Linked DNA regions of Mus musculus: region 2 is linked to region 1. The links are chromatin contacts, called in public Micro-C maps. All regions are on one chromosome and are shown on one strand. The core of a region is the stretch at or near the end of the contact, and the rest is flanking DNA. Distances in the headings are between cores, read along the strand shown. Region 1 has its middle 33 kb from the start of Exog. Region 2 holds the start of Xirp1 (xin actin-binding repeat containing 1).

Region 1 (3,522 bases), core at 474-2,973:
GCAGAGAGGCAGAGAGGCAGAGGAGAGGCAGAGGAGAGGCAGAGAGGTAGAGGAGAGGCAGAGAGAGAGGCAGAGGAGAGGCAGAGAGGTGGAGGAGAGGCAGAGAGGCAGAGGAGAGACAGAGGCAGAGGAGAGGCAGAGAGGTAGAGGAGAGGCAGAGAGAGAGGCAGAGAGGCAGAGGAGAGGCAGAGAGGTAGAGGAGAGGCAGAGAGAGAGGCAGAGGCAGAGGAGAGGCAGAGAGGCAGAGAGGCAGAGGAGAGGCAGAGAGGCAGAGAGGCAGAGGCAGATGGGGTTGAGGCCAGCCTGGGCTCTATAGTGAGACCCTGTCTCCCAAACAAGCAAGTGAATGAGGGTTAGGCCCACCAGAACAGGTAAAAACTGGTACAACCCAGAATGGGAGGGCTAGTAGGAGGCCTTGGTAGGGGTGCTTGCTGCCAAGCTGGGTGATGTCAGTTTGATGACCTGCAGGTTGTCCTCTGACTTCCAGCTGACCTCTGACCTCCAGATGGGCTTCTGCACACACTCATTAAGTAAAGGAAAAGAAAAAAAAATGTTTAAAGGGGCGACTTTTATTGTGTGCAAATTATACCTCCCTAAATAAATCTGACTTGAAAACTGGATCTCCCGGGCAGTGGTGGCGCACGCCTTTAATCCCAGCACTTGGGAGGCAGAGGCAGGCGGATTTCTGAGTTCGAGGCCAGCTTGGTCTACAGAGTGAGTTCCAGGACAGCAGCCAGGGCTACACAGAGAAACCCTGTCTCGAAAAAAAACAAAAAAAAACAAAAAACAAAACAAAAACAAACAAACAAACAAACAAAAAAACCCAAAGGCTGCGGCGGTGGGAGGGGGTTGGGGATTCAGAGAGGTGGCGGGGACCACGACTGGGGGTTTTAGAGAGTTCTGGTGGAGCCGTGGGTATGAGCAGGCCATGTTAACTGATTCCCCTACTGACGGATGTGCTAAGAACACTTAGGAACAAGAACTAGTTAGAGCGGAGGGAAGGTACTCAGAGCACAGAGGTGGCCTCGGAGGGGAGGTGTTGAGAACCGGCTGGCCTTGGGATGTGTTCTGAAGGCAGCGCCAACAGGATTTCCTGCCGGATTGGATACGGAGTGTGAGGGAAAAAGTGGAGGGAAGGATGACATCAAGGTTTTTTGGCCTGGGAAGCTGGTAATCCGGCCAGGCACCCCCGTGGGCACCGTTTAGTGGTCAAGGCAGAGGCAGTGGGAGGCATGGGTCAGCCCTGCTCCTGGCTCTGGGCTCGGCATGGGCTGTGCATCCTGGTGATTCCATTACGCTTTTGTTTATGGCCCTGCTGCCTTTGTCATTTCCTTGCCTCCTGTCTGGAGTGAAGGCTGTAAACATGATGGATTGGTACAGGATGAGGAGGCTCAGTTAGAGCTGCTGAACTGGCCTCTTCTCTTGGGCTAGCCCTCCTCACTTACACCACCTTGGGGTGTCTCCACAGCCCTACCCATAGAAGGGGACTGACTCTGGCTGTCCACAGGTCTCACCCTGACAGGGTGAGCAGGTAGATGATTCCCACAGAAAAGTGGTCTTAAAGACAAATCCTGGTGGCAAGCCTAGCCCTGATCTGCTCACACCCACATCACAACGTGTGCCCCATTACACTGTGCCCCCACACACAGCCAGGCATAGGTTGGGACAGACAGGAGGACAGGACATACCACTGGCCAGTCAGCCCACATCCTGGCAAGGGCTTCTCCTGGGACCTCACACGTTTCTCAGGAATCCAAGCCGGCCCGTCTCTCCACAAAGGCTGGGATACTGGGTCTTTTCTTGTCAGCAGCAGGTGCCTGGCAGCTGCCCAGGATGCCAGCCCCGTGAGCTGGCATAGGAGGAAGTGCTTGCTAGTGTGGTCATTACCCGTGCTGGGCTTAGGCTGCCGCAGGTCTCACTGCTGTTGCTCAAGGTGACTGGGATGCCATGAAGAACAGTGCCAACTGTTCAGCCCAAAGGTCTCCGAGACACCCTGCAGCTCAGCACGCCTGCTGGACAGCTGTCAACCACTGACTGTCATTTCCGAGCAGAGTCCCTCAGTACCCGCTCTACTCGAAGTCTCCCTGTCCTCCCTGCCTACCTCTGTCCCTGGGGATATACTGAGGCTTGTGGCCCGAGTCTGTTTGGGAGAAGGAAGCCTGAGATTCATTCCTTGCATTTTGAATATAGGTAAATCCAACCAGGTGATGATCCCAAATGGGCCCACATTTAACTTTCTTCCAGGAAAACAGCAGAGGGTAGGAATGCTGGGAAGGGAAAGGGCTGGAGACCCCAGGGACAGGAAGAGTACAGATAGAGTGGTCCAGGATAGGAAGGGCACAGATGGAGTGGTCCAGGTGAAACCAGGGTGGATTGGCTCAAGTTTTCTGATTCTACAAACATCCTCACACATCATCCATGCTGGGCGCTGGGCACCAGGTCTAGGGCTGGAGACAAAATTGCGAACAAACGGGCTGGCCTGGTCAGCCGCAGCCTTTAGCGTGTTAAATGGACAGGATATATGTGCTCAGAGCACTGGAGGCAGGGCAGAGAGGCACTATGGCAGCACCAATCCTGAGAAGCAGCCAGGGTTGGAAGGCTCAGCGGGGGGAGGGGGAGGGGGAGGGACATCCCCTGAGTCCAATACTGATCTGTCACACCCTTGGCTTGTCCTTGGTCACTTCCCTCACTGTGGCCTCTGCCTCTAGGAGGGCCCAGGCATCTTTCTCCCTGCCCCTCCCAACCTCCTGGACACCGAGTCTCGTGGCTGTCAGAGCTGCCGGTGGAGGGAGGGCTGCCCACATGTGGCAGGGCTGCTGCCAACGCCGTGGCCCTGGGGTGAGAGCTGACGTCTGTCCAGGAGCATCTCCCTGCCAAGGGCTGAGATTCCCGGCTGCATGCCTTCCCACTTGACACAGGAGCTGGCATCTGCCCCTTATAGAGTCACCCGCCACCCAGACCCCAGCCTAACCCCCATTTGGCCTGGTGACAGCTGTGACATTTTATTAGGTACAAGCCTTCTCTCACAGCCTCAGGGAACTGGGGAAGGCCCTACAGATCAAGAACTCCCAAGACTCGAAGCGCTGGCTTCAAGAACAATAGGAGATGCTGATCCAGTCTGAGCGGGTAGCTAGTGTCCCTGGAGCATGGGAGAGAGAAGATCCAACCATGTACAGTCCTGTGGAGGGGCTGCAGCCTCAGGCTCCTTGTGTTATTTTATGTATGTAGATGCTTTGCCTGAATGCATGCATGTAAACCATATGTTTGCCTGGTGCCCACAGAGGTCAGATCCCCCGGAACCTCACTATAGTTACAGATAGTTGTGAGTCTGGGGATCAAACCTGGGTCCCAGGGAAGAGCAGTCAGGGCTCCTAACCACAGAGCCCTGCTGGTGTTTCTTTTGAAACTCTCTCCTGTGGACGTTTTCATGAGACATCACTTGGCAGGGATCACACATGCTCTCCTGCAAGTTCCATACGTATGTAAGATGGCTCCACAAGGTTACACACATGTCATGAGGCT
Region 2 (3,564 bases), core at 833-3,332, 550 kb after region 1:
TGGGCTTCTGGAAGACACTGACTTCTGCTTCCTGTGAAGTACCAAGGTATTTGCCCTGTAGGCCAACCTGCAGATACCAATTGCCCAAAGGCATCCGAGGATGTGCGGCAAAGCAGGGACGCTGGTGACAAGGGACAGAGCATATTCCTGACCTCTTGTCCTCCTGACCTCCTACCTCAGAAGGAGGAGAAGGGAGAGTTTTTGCCCCACTCCCTCTCTGGCCTCTCCACTGAGGATATGAGGAAGCAAGATCTGATATCCCCTTATGGAGCCCCAAGCAAAACCTCAGGGTGGTCCCTCTTGTCTCTGAGCTCTGTGTAGGAGACCACACACAAACCCATGCCTGTCCCCACTTCTGCTCTATCTAGTCACCATGAGAGTGGCCTGGGAAGATTTCCTATACAGACTGCCAGCTGTCCCCAGCTCAGACTCCCAGGGATCCCCAGAATCCTTGCTAGGGTCACAGAGGCCAAAGAATCTAATGGCCTGTTGTTAGGGGATACAGAAACCCAGCAAGGGGACAGGGGCTGCCCATGGAGGCTCAGCTGAGGTCTCAGAAAAGGCTGCGGCAGGCTTTCAGGCTTCCCGGCTCCACTCTCATCTGGCCTGAGACTTCTGAGGGCAGGTTTGGGGGGGCAGGTTTAGGGTATAGTAATTTCAAAAACTGTCCATGAGCAGGTCCCCTATGCCGAGACAGTCACTCAGCACTGCCAGCAAGTCAGGACCACCCACCTCCACCTCGGACCCTCTTAGGCACCAGCCTGCTCTAGATGCCTACCATTGGGCACATTCAGATCTGATCTCTCCATCCTGAGTCACCCCAGGCTTAGCTGGAGGATGTCCCCATGGGACAAAGTCATTCTACCAAAGCTGCCTCAGGAGGGAAGTTACTCACAGGCTAGCCTGGGCACAACATTGCTTGCTGGGGCCGGTTATGCTAAGACCGTGACCAGCAATAGCTGGGGACTGGGCTTGCCCTGGGCCATGGTTTGGCTCTGGCTGTCCTGGGTCTCTGGCCTTCAGCATTTTTATCTCTTTTTCAGACAGAGTCTCACCCAGTTCAGGTTGGCCTCGGACTTAGCGAGTAGTTGAGGATGACCTTGGACCTCAGACCCTCCTGACACAGATTACAAACATGCAGCATCTTTTCTGGTTTTATTTGGTGGACCCAGGGCTTTGTGCATGCTATGCAAGCACATAACCAGCTGAGCTATGTCCCGGGCTCATAGCTGCATCTGAAAAATCAAAACTTCTGCTTGGCGGTGATGGCGTACACCTTTAATCCCAGCACTCTGGAGGCAGAGGCAGGTGGATCTCTGAGTTCGAGGCCAGCCTGGTCTACGAATCGAGTTCCAGGACAGCCAGGGCTACACTGAGAAATCCTGTCTCAAACAAAACAGAAAACAATCAGAACTCCAGGCCAGAATGATGGGCCAGTGGTACAGGTACGTCCTGTTATTTCTGAGGACCTGTTATTTCCAGTCCTGTTTTTATCATGTGTCATACACATGGTCAAAGAGAAACAATGTACTCTGACCCCTACACTTTCACCACGACACATGGACCCACTCACATGCACACAAAATAAACAAAACTGTAATTTAAAAATTAAAAACAACACAAAGCTCCCGGCTACCAAGTGAAACTACCTCTCGATGATACTAGATCAGAATGAATCTGTTTCTTGGGCCCGCCTGAGGTAGCCACAGCAACTTCTGACCACATACAAACACTTGCTACCTTCTAGAGATAAGTCCTGGTGGCTTTCCTCGCTGAGGGCCTGTACACCTGTACCACATCCTCTCCACACCTTCCCCGCTACCGCTAGACTCCCTCCTGACACCCACGCTGCAAGGTCCAGAGGGCCACGGAGTAGAGCGGTAGCCTAGCCTATAACACAAGAGGGGAGGGTACTCACCAAGGGTCTGGCTGGTGTCTGGGTGCTTTTGGGTGTCTAGCCTTGGGGTCTGTCGCTCTGCCGGGATTCTTTGTTGTCAGTTCTGTTCTGTTCCTGGGTCCCCTGCCTCTCTCTACCTTGGCTCTAGGTCTCCGTTCTCTGCCAACCAGGCAGCTGCCTTTATCTGGCCGGCTAGGGGTGGGTGAGGGTGGGGGCGGGGGAGAGGCTATGTTCGGAGTATTAAGTGGTCCGGTTATTTTTAGGGCTCGTGGAAGTCACTTTTCCATCCTGGGGAATCAGTTACAATTCCTCTGGGCTAGGGAGGGCTAGGGTGGAGGAGGAGTCCCATTCAACCCAAGTCTGCCCGGAGGACTGGGGTGGGTGACTCAGTCCTGGATGGAGACATCTAGGTTATTTTGAGGAGATGAATAGGGGGACACTTGACGTGTGGGTGACCCTGTCCTCTCATCCCGCAGGCCCTCTCTCTCTATGCTGAGCTATTGTTACCACACATGGTCCACCGAGCCCAAAGCCCAGCATCTCCCTGAGTGCAGGACCAGGCTTCTCACTACCAGAGTCACCTTCATGTAAAAGGCTCAACCTCTGTTTCTCTCCGTGCAAAAACAAAGCTGGCCTTGTCTCCCGTCTATTCTTACCCTAGCTCCACAGTCCAGGTCTTTGAAGCTATGAGGGAAGTAAACTTGGGGGTGAGCGAGATTTCTGAAGGAACAGGCCCTTAATTTATCAAAAGATCTGAAGGCTGAATGCATGGTGTCCCAGCCCAGTGATCTGGGTCCATGGCTCCTTCTAGACTCTTCCCTCTGACTCACGGCCCAGACTCTCTGGGAATGGCTGGGAGGACCTACACATGGTAACTGACTGTGGAGTTATTTCTGACCCTGGAGTCATCATCTTCGTGGTCACAGATGGAGTGACAGACTGTGCACCTGTCTCTTCCTCAGTCACACGGAGCCCCGGGGGACCTGGCAGGCTTCGTCACTTACTTGGCGCTAAGGCTGGTGTGGAGAGATGCCACAGAAAATACGGAAGTGGCTTTTGTCCCAGGTGGGTGTAGCAGGAATGGCACCGCCTTTATGTAAACCCTGCGGGCCGCAGAGCCACAAAAGCATCTCCTGCAGGAGGACCTAATTGAGGACTGCCTGAGAGATAGTTGTCTGCTGGTGCAGACAATGCCAGCCAATCAGGTTCTGCTGTTTAGGAGAGACGCTTTCTTGGTACCAATGGGGCATGGGTGGAGGGTATTAAAGGAGCTTAGAGCAGCATAGAGAGAGCTTGCTGCAGCCTTTCTCACCTGTTCTGGAGTCTGTCATTGACTCTGCACCACCTCACCTCCAACCCCCAAGGGCGGGTAGGGTCAGACATCGAGTAGCCCAGGGCACAGGCAACAGGTGGGAAACCAGGCTCCTCCCTGGGTGTGAGTGTCCGGTCTTCCTTCTGAATTACATGTGCCTTCAGATGCCAGGGGTGATGACAGGTGCGTTGTGAACCTTGTCCATGGTGTCAATACCATCCTGCTGTCAGCTTGGGCCTGGGAGGTGCATCTTGGATGCCCTACCCCCCTGTCCTCATCCTCTGCTCCAGAATCCTGGTTGTCCCTGGCAGGGACAGAAGTGGCAGAGCCTCCCTCTCACAGGGTGTCCCAGAGG

Evidence for each region. Hi-C and Micro-C count contacts between places; a contact is called where the count stands out from the background.
Region 2: a Micro-C map of muscle stem cells shows a contact between it and region 1, with 6 times the contacts expected there. The contact joins the promoter of Xirp1 here to the enhancer-like site in region 1. A contact is called at or near these places in 1 of 39 promoter capture datasets (embryonic stem cells), 3 of 484 Hi-C or Micro-C datasets (the G1E-ER4 cell line, cerebellum and muscle stem cells) and 2 of 115 datasets of contacts at active chromatin or transcription factors (cardiomyocytes and heart atrium).

What each region holds. Positions count from the first base shown.
Region 1 is chr9:119,476,653-119,480,174 of GRCm38.p6, forward strand. No RefSeq gene overlaps it. Among named protein-coding and RNA genes, the nearest start is that of Exog, 33 kb to the left of the region's middle. Within about 2 kb of position 1,724, at least 50 of the 459 cell types and tissues checked have an H3K27ac peak or open chromatin away from gene starts, as enhancers often do. A contact at or near this core is called in cardiomyocytes, heart atrium and muscle stem cells, where this site is marked.
Region 2 is chr9:120,021,516-120,025,079 of GRCm38.p6, forward strand. Xirp1 (xin actin-binding repeat containing 1) reads right to left here and starts at 2,083. Exons shown (of 3, transcript NM_011724.3): 1 at 1,919-2,083.